Regions from separate parts of the Gossypium hirsutum genome. Here region 2 is linked to region 1. Evidence: chromatin contacts called from public Hi-C data. All regions are on one chromosome and are shown on one strand. Each heading gives the region's core, a stretch centred on a gene start, on an enhancer-like site or on the middle of the called end of the contact. The rest is flanking DNA. Distances are from core to core; before and after follow the strand shown.

Evidence for each region. Hi-C and Micro-C count contacts between places; a contact is called where the count stands out from the background.
Region 2: a contact with region 1 is called in a Hi-C map of leaf, with 2.2 times the contacts expected there. The contact joins the promoter of LOC121214651 here to the promoter of LOC107894981 in region 1. A contact is called at or near these places in 2 of 34 Hi-C or Micro-C datasets (both in leaf).

What each region holds. Positions count from the first base shown.
Region 1 is chrD02:38,541,945-38,547,770 of Gossypium_hirsutum_v2.1, forward strand. LOC107894981 (protein NRT1/ PTR FAMILY 4.6) reads right to left here and starts at 3,338. Exons shown (of 5, transcript XM_016820139.2): 1 at 3,159-3,338; 2 at 2,820-2,922; 3 at 2,477-2,694; 4 at 693-1,133; 5 at 1-601. The coding sequence starts at 3,161. LOC107894980 (a long non-coding RNA gene) reads right to left here. Exons shown (of 2, transcript XR_001683337.2): 1 at 5,239-5,826; 2 at 4,567-5,012.
Region 2 is chrD02:39,172,037-39,177,497 of Gossypium_hirsutum_v2.1, forward strand. It overlaps LOC121214651, which reads left to right and starts at 2,351. Exons shown (of 7, transcript XM_041088539.1): 1 at 2,351-2,797; 2 at 2,942-3,085; 3 at 3,175-3,249; 4 at 3,340-3,533; 5 at 3,611-3,782; 6 at 3,860-4,261; 7 at 4,419-4,709. The coding sequence starts at 2,582. The coding sequence ends at 4,508. It also overlaps the pseudogene LOC121203492.

The DNA of each region.
Region 1 (5,826 bases), core at 2,088-4,587:
ACAAAAATGTAATCGGTAATGGATTGGTTGAGTCAAGTAGGCCAGAGTAAGTTGCTACTCGTTTTCGTTTAATTTCGACAAGAGCTGCCACTGCCATGGCTACCATGGAAAGAAATAAACCAATCCCAATTCGTTGCAAATGAGTGATGCCCATCTCAGTTTTAGTTACTCTCCGAGCAAATGGGATAATGAAGTGATCGTAAAGCGGGGCTAAGATCATGATGAAGACCACGGGAAAGACTGGTAGGGAAGCTGGAGGAATTTTCAATGAACCAAGCTTAGTGTTCATGGTAGCTGCCTGCTCAACTGAAAAAGTGGAGAGCTGAGCTAGGCAGCAATTGAGAACAATGGTGCAAGCAAATATGGGAAAGATTTTAAGCACGATCTTGACTTCCTCTACTTGCTGCACTGAGCATTCAAGTGCTGGGTAAGCTGGCTTGTTCACCGCTGCTCTGTTTAGGACTTTGAGGCTTTCAGTTGGGATTTGGTGGTCTCCTTCCTTGCTGGTTTCAGTTCGATAAGAAGGGCTCGTTGTCAGGTTCGCAATGGCATTTTTTGGATTTTTGCTCATGCAACTGTTCAGCATAGCAGCAACCAGAACCTGTTCAAGTAAAGCAAAAAAAAAAAAAAACTTATTTCTTCATTACAGGAATGGCATCAAGGTGGGGTCTGATAATTGAAGTAGCTTTTACCTTGCCAATGGTTGTAAGAGGGCTGCCAAAGGGTATTTTGTTCCTGTAAACAGCCGAACCAGCAAGGAAGATTGCGATTGACAAAGATACTGCAATTGTAGAAATGGAAAAACCCCACTTCCATCCCATATTATCTTCAACCCACACGACAAATGTGACGGCTATGAGTGCACCGAATGAGAGACAGAATACAAAGTAGTTGAAGAAGGTGGATCTTTGCTTCCTTCCCTGTGGGGTGTTGGCATCAAACTGCTCAGCGCCATGTGTTGGTAAGGACCCTTTTATCCCTCCAACACCAAGCGCCACAAGATATAGGCCAGTGAACAGCATTAATGCTTTCCCACCTCCAACTTCATGGCATGGAATGGGGGTGGTTGATGGACTACATTCTCGTGGCTTTAGGGAAGCAGTCCGAGCTTGCATTGCAAGAATGACCGACCCCTGTTTCAACGACCACAATTGGTTAGCCATGCATGCTCAATTAGCAAGTGTGTAGACTTTAAAAGTCCCCCAGCAATTAATTTGAATAACTTTGATTCATAATAATGTTCAAGCATTCCTTTTTCTTTCCTTTGTACCTCTTTAAGGCATTCATGGGAAGAAATGAAGCTTGCGTTCAATTCCTTATACAGCTAGGTAAACTCGGTTTCATGCAGTTTTCAAACATAAGAAAGACTTTCAAGTCCGAAATCCATACAAACACAGCATCCAAGGTTGTATAATAGATAGGGAAGAGGAGATGAGTACGCCTGGATCAAACTGATTCGTCAGTTCCCTATATGATTGATTTCCACATACTAAACCGAAAAGCCGATAGCATTAAGGTCCAACTTGTTGGGCCGTTCAATATGGTTTTTCCTTTATCTGGCGTTTGCCACACAAGGATTGCACTGCAAAGATTTCAATGATATGTCACTGTAAAGCAACCGGGTTGTTGACGACATGGCTTTGTTATATTGAATGGTGCAGGGTGAGCATGATTCTCAGTTAAATAGACTTTCAAGTTTCGCTTGGGCTCTATCAATGGCCGCCCACGTGGTTCATGAACCTGCCCAAAATGAAATGAGCAACCTTTGCTTCATTTCCCTTTTTCATTCGAAGAAAGCTACGCACCCATTATTAAATGGATTTGGTTTTCCCAGGATTTTCTTCGGATTCGTCTCTTTCTCCAGCCACATACTGTACAGTGATTGGTGGATGAAGAGTTGAAAATTACCGTGTATTAGACGTATGACATAGGGTAGGAGCTCCAGCGACTGTTTGACACTCATGCGGTACGTGTAGAGCTAAAGCTCTCTTATCGTTAAACTAAAATCCCAAGGCGTCGGTTTTGAAAGGATAAGTCCCATGACTAACACCCTAACATTGGCCTACTCCAGGACCCACCCGCCCCACTTCCCAATTTATGGATAAGAAAAAAAGGAATTTCTTTAATGGAATACGAGGCATTTGAAAGCATAGCTAACATAACCGATTGTTGTTGGAAGTTCGAATATGTGATGGAAGGTTGAATTGAAACAGACCCTATTTTATTATCTCAGAATTAGCTTACTTTTGGGATCCGAAAGAAAGTGGACAAATGTACTGACATTTTTTAGTAAGGCCTCGTTAGTTGTTGTACCTAGGCAGACTGGGTTTTTTGTTTATACCGAAGTCGCAGAGAGGGAATACTATCAGATTTTTGCCCGTGTCTTTTATTTATGAGAACCACAATGCGGATGAAGTGCAATAATGAAACAAAACATAGAGAGTTCTAAAGATAAGAGTGCGTGAAAATGGAGTACCAGGAATTGGATGAGTGCGCTTATGAGGTAGATGTGATAAGTAGTGAAGAAAGTGTCGGATAAGAAGCCCCCAAGCAGAGCCAGAAGGAAGGCTGTCCCCATGAAATTGGTGACATCGTTTGCCGATTTTGATGGAGATAAGTGCATGTGCTTTGACAGATACAGCACCAGGTTGCTACTATTTGCCAAGTAGGCCAGGTTCTCCACCACTTCCACAACTACGTACACCCAAAATTTATCATTAAACTAAGGGATGGAACCAACCTATAAAATAAGCCTCCAGCGGAAGCTCACCCTTTATTTGTGTCAAAAGGAACAAAAAGGAATAGATCAGGTAACTAACCCAAGACAAAGGAGGCAGCCACCATGCCACCATGTTGGCCCCTTAAAGCAGGTTTGCCCCTCCAATCCACATACCCTTCCCATCTATTATCCTGGTATCCTTCCTGTACAATAAAAGGCGAGTTAGTAATAGTATCTAGGAAAGCAACGAGAGGACGAATAATGAAGCAACGAGTTAGTAATAGTAATGGTATCCTCCTTCCTGTACAATAAAAGGCGAGTTTGTTGTCTGCTGTTTGTACTTTGAATGAAGCAACGAGAGGACGAATAATGAGTGAGATGACAACATAAAAAGAGCAGCAAAATAAAAAATTAAAAGGGCGGGGGGGGGGGAACCCACCATTGTTCTCTCTCTCTCCTATTCTCAACTTGAGTAATTATGTTGGTATTTGATCTCGAGTGTGAGGTAGAAAAGCATGGTGAGAGTGGTGGGGGTATTTAAAGAGAGGGGAAGGGAAGAGCATTTGATGGTTTCAGTTCAACTTGGAGGAGAGAATGGTCTTCACACCTCACATAAGTTAATTTTTGACTCATCATCCTTGGAACCTCTTGTTTTATACTAAGAATTCTTTCATTTTATTATTTTATTTGAAAATTATCATATTAACGAACAGTTTCTTTTTGTAATAACAAAGTGTCTTTTTATTAAAGATTTGCTAACTTATAGTAAAAAAGCTTGAGAGGAGGAAGATTAGGAGAGAAACATATCAAATCCTCTCCACCCATTATTAAAGGAACCCAAAAGAACAAAAAAAAGTACCTTTCTCTTTCTTTGACCATCGAAAGCCAAAACCTTCGTTGCGGATGCCTAATGATAGTATTTATTTTTGTCTTTTCTTCCAACAAAATATGAATTCAATTAGCAAATAGAAACATCAAAGCAGTACACGCCTTGAGGAGTAGAACAAAACCAGCAAGTAGCAACACACAGTGAGCAGCTGATCGATAGATGCCCCCTTAGGAGGTGTGGCGCCAAACGTTGACAAAAACCACCGTCTTCATATTCAACCACAAGTGGTTAAGTGGTTTAAGAATCTCCCAGGGGCGCCAAGTTTGATATCGAGTATTGGTGTACCGAGAAGCAGGCACTATAGAATCGGATTCCACCACTACAGAATCAGAACAACAATATAAAACTTCAAAGGAGGCGTATCTTTAATCTTGTTTCATTTTTCACTTGATATTTTGATGATCTTCCATATGTTTCTCCTTCCAGTACTGTTATAATAAAATTTGCTGATTTATATATAATTATAAGATAAGGAATATATTCTTTAGTCCGTGTACACTCAGGAATTTAGTAAGTGGATGACGATAACATGGATATATATATACACATACGGCAGCTTTATGCAAATGTCTTTTGTGGCCGTGTGATTATCATGAATACTGTTTCCCCAAACCCAAAATCCAATGTTTACACAAATGAATGGAATCCCCAGTTAACAAATTGCAAACAGTGGTTAAAAGAAGCAAAGGGTAGTGGTAAGATCACTTGGGTTGGACGATTGCTAATTGCTTGACATGATAGAATCTAATAGCCATACAATGGAGGATTATTATATTAATGGCTCCCAATCTCCTACCGATGAGCTTTTGTGCAATAATGCTTGAAGATATGAAAAGATGATAGAAATTGGATGTGCGGTCTCAGACTAAAAAATACTACTACATATCCATTTGCTTGTTAGGCTTAATTCAAACATTACTCATTTTTGGTACTTCAATTTTTTTTAAGTCGGTTCCTGTCAAAAAAAATCACCATGCTGCATTAATTTTTTGAAATTTTACAGGAAAATTAAGAAAAACAGGGAGAGAAATGAAAAATGTTCTTATTACAGCAATAAAGTTAATTAAAAAGAACTAACTTATCAATTATTATCGACTTTAAAATGCCGACTCTCTCTAAAAACCCGATTTCCTCGGCATGGTTGTTGGCAGACAGCGCGGAGGCGGAGCGACGACTGCCTGAGGCTGAGGACTGATTGAGGGAAGCAATACAGGAGCTACAGAGGCATCATAGGATGGCGGCGAGTGGCGACGACACCCCGTACGACCATGCTGATGATCCTGCGTGGCCAACGCCATTGGTAATTTCTGCCAAAGCTTTCTCCTCTGTTATGGCGTTAGAGTAGGCATCGGGATTCTTTCTCGCACTTTCAAGCTCGCCAGAGGACAATCGTATTCGTTGCTTCTTGATCTCAAGATTAGGGTTTTAACCAATCAAACAAAATCTTATTGAGCTAATAAAATTGAACTCTTAAAAAAAGAAGCGGTGGCTAATGAGATTTGATGATTCTTTTGTAGAATTATCCTTAGATTACATTTAACCCAAAATGAAAACTAAAACATGAAAGATATTCAAATTATCCCCAGATTAGGAAATAAAAGAGAAGATAAAATTGAATAATATTACTCACAGTAAGCGGTAGAAAGTCTTGAACAACGTTGCCTTCAGCGGAATAGTAGACAAAACTTACGTTTCTTCCATGCCCAAAACAACAGCCCTGTTAGCAAAACGATTTGGGGAAGAAGATTGCCATTGTAGAGTAATAATAAGAAAATTGCCTTGTACAACCATCTCCAAAAGTAAATTTCCCAGCGTCACATTTGTGGAGTTCCTTCAAAATGTCTTTGTTTATAGTCTCTTGAAAAATTACAACCAAAATACTAAACCTTCTCTATAATCGATACTCGATCACCAGTTCTGAGTATTGTTGAAACAACTATAATCAATTACAATTCAATTTAATAGTTAACATATTATTAAGTTCAAAACATCATTACTATATGCTATTCAATCATTTACGAGTCTTATATGAACTTGTAGAAGCTCTTTGGATAACTTAAGATCAAATAAATATCAAATTATAAAATGTTCAAACTATCGAATTGGCGTCACAATTTCGAGGGTTTTAAGTCGCGACATGACTCACTAACTTGTTCTCGTGAGTCACATCATGATATCAAGAACTTGATGTCACGATGTCACTTACTATTTTCAAAAG
Region 2 (5,461 bases), core at 1,101-3,600, 630 kb after region 1:
CAAGAAATCTTTAACGAAACTTCAAATTAATTTTAGAAACCTCTTAACCATGTCAAAATTAATTAAAAAATACTTTGAAACCACATTTTTACTAAAAATCTCAAAATCTACCATTAACGAGCTAATTTTCGACTTTTATTTAAAACATGCGATTTAATGCCTAAAAACTTAGTTTTAAAGACTAAATAGCATTTAAAATTAATAGAAATATGAATGGTTACCTTAGTTGGAAGGAAAACGGACTTTTGTTGAAAACCTAGAAAATCCACACACGAAGAATATGATGAAATTTATGGAGTTTTTGAGTGTTTTCTTGAAGATTTATGAAGGTAATTGACTTGGGGAATGATAGAAATCAAAACATTGAAGATTTAACAGAGAAAATCGGATGATGGATTTGGGAGAGCAAAGGGACGGCAACATACACAAAGGATAGAGAAGACTAATGTGGATTTTATGAATATAAAGGGGGAAAATAGGGTGAAAATTAAAATTTAGTTTAATTGCCTTTTAAAAACTCATAATTTAGACCCTTTTACAAATCAGTTCTATTTTCAAAATTAAAGGCATTTAAAACTCATTTTCTGAAATTGATTTAATTTTCTAAAAACCATAGTAAAAAAACGTTACCAATAAACCATGTCACAAAATTTCGAACACTCTAAGACTAAAATTCCTAAAATACCTCTAAAACTCTTAAGCCCTATTTTGGGTGTGATAACCAAAACGGAAGCTTGCCTATCTACCTTGCTATTCGAACCAAACTTATTATCGAGTTTGTCTTTAATCAACAAATGACCCTTTACATCCTAGAAAGAGAGTTTGTCTCTGCCATAAATCAAGGTCTCCTTGAAAGACTTGTATGAATAGGGTAAAGTGCACAATAATAGCATAGCATGATCTTAATCGTCAATCTTAACCTCAACATTCTTTAAATCATTCAAAATAGTAATAAATTGACTGATATGATCTCTAAGAAGCTCACATTATTCATGTGAAATGTAAATAAACGTTGTTTCAACACTAAACGGTTAGCTAGAGACTTAGTCGAATAAAGAGTTTCTAACCTTTTCCACAATACGGATGAGGTTTTCTCCATCAATACCTCCTGCAATACCCTATTCACGAGACACAATTGGATTACAGATAGGGCCTTTTCATCAAGCTCTTCCCATTCTGTCTGATCTAGAGTCTTAGGCTTTTTCCCAGTAACGACCTTTTAGACCAGTCTAAACTAGAATTGTCATCATCCGAACTTGCCACAGATTGAAATTTGTGACACCATCGAACTTCTCAATGTTAAACCTTGTTGTTGTCATCTCTAAACAGGCTGATCTATAAAAATTGAACTAGTTCTAATACCATTTGTTGGAGATCGACCCAATTAATCAATGAACAAGTAAAAAATAACGAAAGAAATTGAGAAATCGAACACATAAATTTAACGTGGAAAAACCCTCCAAAGAGGATAAAAAACACAGACAAAGATAATTTTACTATAATGGAAAAAACAAAGAGTATAAAAGATGGAGATAAAAACTAAACTCCGAAACCCGAAAATAAAGAACCCTCAAAATACAAAATTCTACAAAATTCTTTTAATGGGTGTCTTTTTTAAGGTTATAAAAGAGCTTATTTATAGGATAAATTCGTAGATCAAATAATAATAAAATAATCTAGACTAATCAGAGATCGACTGAAACAAATAGATAGAGTTCAACTGAGAGATTATCTCTCAAATTTGACTGAAATATGAGTCATACTCAATAATATCAATTAAAAAAATTTCCGTTATTAATTTAAAGACAAATTACCAAAACAGGAGTGAATTCAAATGTTAGCATCTAAGTTAAAGGATTTAAAATCGGGTAACTAAAACAGAGTATAATTGGGTGAAGTAAAATAAAGGAAAGAATATTGGAGCCTGGTCTCACCATTGTTGGAAGCCAATATCCTCACGTCATGCAAATTTTTGACAGACAAGTGAAGAGAATATTTGGGATTTAAAAGAAACCATTTCTAAATGGTTTAATGAAATGGTAAAGAAAGCTGAAGTGTTAAGTTAAAAAGTACAAAATTGAACGAATAAATTTTCAACCACACAATAGTTCCAAAAAGCGTGAATTCTTTAGAATAATTTGAGAATTTTATGAGCATGGATAAATTAGTCGGGCATGATATGTTTTATTTAAATTATCAGTAATTCAACAGAAAATTATGGCGATGCCATTATTTGAATAACTTTTAGTACAAGAATTAATTTTGAGCAAATTTTAGTAGGAGTAAAATGAAGTTTATCTCAATATACTTTGATGGTTAGAGAACTTATGTCATAATATACCTTCTATATTTTTGTTTGTTATTCTAAATACTAAAATATGAACATATGAATAGCATTTAGTAGAGAAAAAGTATGGTGTAATCTAGCCGGTGCTGGGAATGGGATCTGTCAGATTGGGCCAACACGGCCTGGCATAAGAACACTTTGTTTGATCGGCTAATTAATCCATTTCCTGTCTGTAATTGTTTGTAAACTATAAAGCCATAGGCTTGTTGTATGTCTAAAAATTGAAAAACAAAAATGTCCTCTGGGCTTGTGTCTTCCCCTGTTATCTTCCCTCTCTCCAATTCCAAGTCCAAATCCAGTCTTTGGAGTCCCTCACGAAGAACAATCTCTCAACTTTCTGTCAACAATGGTGATGACATCATTGATTCTTCTTCAAACACTCCAAGATTGATCACCTTCTTAGGCAAAGGCGGCTCCGGCAAGACCATCTCCTCTGTTTTCGCTGCCCAGGTACTACTTCCTAGTTACACTTTGTCACCAATTAACGGAAAAGGAAAGCTGAAGCTCATAGATAGGGTTAATTAGAAATGGCCCCTTTTTCCAAATATCATCATCTAATCTCTTTGTTTCATGCCTTTCTTTGCTGCTGCTTAGCATTATGCAATGGCTGGACTCAGCACATGCTTAGTGTTACAAGGACAGGATCGCACTGCTGACTGTCTTCTCAATTGTAAGATCGACTCCTCTCCTACCCTATGCACCCGCAACCTTTCTGTTGTTAGGCTGGAAACCACTAAAGTATGTTCCTTTTCCATGCTTCATCATCTATCTATTTCAAATGGGTTTATTATAATTACGCTGAGAATGGATTATTCGTTAAACTGCAGATGCTTCTTGAACCTCTAAATGAGCTGAAGAAAGCAGATGGCCGTCTTAATTTGACACAAGGAGTTCTGGAAGGGGTGTGTATGTAATATCTCATCATCCTTTTTACCTTAGGTGTTTGCACTTCACACTATGAATGTTGATTTTGACATGTATTAGTCTACTAGGTTGTTGGAGAAGAGCTTGGGGTGCTTCCCGGGATGGATTCTATCTTTTCACTACTTGCACTTGTGAGGCTTCTGGGTTTATTCGGGAAACGGGCTCGGAAGAACCATCAAAACGATAAATTTGACATTATCATATATGATGGTATCAGCACCGAAGAAACCCTAAGAATGACAGGTGCAAGCAGTAAAGCAAGGTTTGGAAATAGACAAAACAATTTATCTTTCTTGCCTAAAATGAAGTATGTACACAAGCCCCTCTAACTCTGCACAGACTCTACTTGAAGTACCTGCGGAGCATGGCTGAGAAAAGTGACCTTGGGAGATTGGCTGGTCCTTCACTCCTGAGACTGGTAGATGAAGCTATGGGCATAAGTGGTAACCCATCCCAACTCACTGGAACAATCAGTGCTGATATATGGGACAGTCTGGAACGAATTCTTGAGGTAACCACGGAATGGATTTCATTTTATCATTCACCAAGTTTTTGCTATAGGAGATTGAAAGGCTGTAAGTTGTGCAGAGAGGATCTTCAGGATCTTATCAATTTGGGTGCTTTCTTGTGATGAATCCAAACATTCCAATATCAATCAGTTCAGCATTACGTTACTGGGGTTGTGCAATCCAAGCTGATACGCAGGTGGGTGGTGCATTTGCCATTCCTACCCCCCATTTGGATGTTGAATCAGTGGAAAATCTGAAGAAGAATTTGTACCCCTTGCCTTTTGCTTGTATTCCGAATCTTGCAGTGGATTCCCCTCAAGATTGGAATGCCATCATGATGAACAATAGCGTTGAGGGTGCAAGGGGTCTTCTTTCTTTGCCAGCAAGCCAGAAGGTTTCATCGGTAATTTTTGACACAGCAAAGAAAACAGCAACCCTTCTCATGCCAGGTTTCGAGAAGTCAGAGATCAAGCTATATCAAGTATGTTCAGTTCTGAATCCCTCAATTCTTTTCAAGTTGTGTGATAGTTTTGAAGGTTCAAAAGTCGTTTTTAAGTTCTCATTGCTCCTCCCATGTCATCACTTGTAAAAATTTTGATTTGGTGAATTATGCTGATGAGTGTTCATTGCATGACAAGTGCAGTATAGAGGAGGATCAGAGTTGTTGGTGGAAGCGGGGGACCAAAGACGAGTCATTTCTCTCCCACCACAAATGCAAGGTAAGGTAGGAGGCGCCAAGTTCATTGAAAGAAGTCTTGTAATCACTATTCGATAAATGCTTTGTGATCAATTTTTTCCACATTTGAGTGTGTCTTCTTGAAACGATAGTGATCAAATTTTATTGTGAGGGGTATCCCTTCAAATTGGACTCGTTAATAAGCCACAGGTAGCAAGATGAACCAATCTGCCTTTAAAGGCCCTTGATTTTGTCCCTTGCCTCCACCTCCTTTACACAAGCTTCATTTATCCTCTCAAACCATTATGATTCCTTAAATGCAAATACTATCAATAACCTTTTGAATATGATATTCCTGTTCAATGGAAAATAATGTGCTTATATAGACTACATAAATTAATCCCTTTAAACATTATGTATGAAAAGTTCAAAACAAAATCATCATATAAATCCAACCAGGTACAACTCTAATAGCATCACGCAGGAAGTTAAATAAGTTCAGTCACTTCATGCTCTAGTAGAGAAAGATATTACTCTTATAACATATCGGTACTTGAAAGTATACAATTCACAATCATGTGATTTGATTACTCCAATAGAGCATTGTTCAACTTCCACATGCAGTGTTAAAGATTGGTTATCGTAGATAATAGAGATGATGCCATAATTGGGTCTGTACACCTGCTGTATCATGGGAGTTCTTCAGATCCCCGTCACCCATCTAATCCAAGGTAAGTAAAGCAGTTCCCTCCAAATAATTTTGCTTTTCATATACACATACAGTTCCCCAAAATACATATATGGCAAATCAACCACCATATAGAAATTATGCTAAGTGGCAAAACAAGCTCATCTTAATTAAAACTGAATGCGACTTTTCATTAGAGTAGATCCATGAAATAACTATGGACAACGAGAAACAAAATAGGCCATACTGATAATCCAAAGCATAATGCCTACTTTTATTTCTGGAGAATTAATAAAGAAAAAAAAATTCTGAGCATA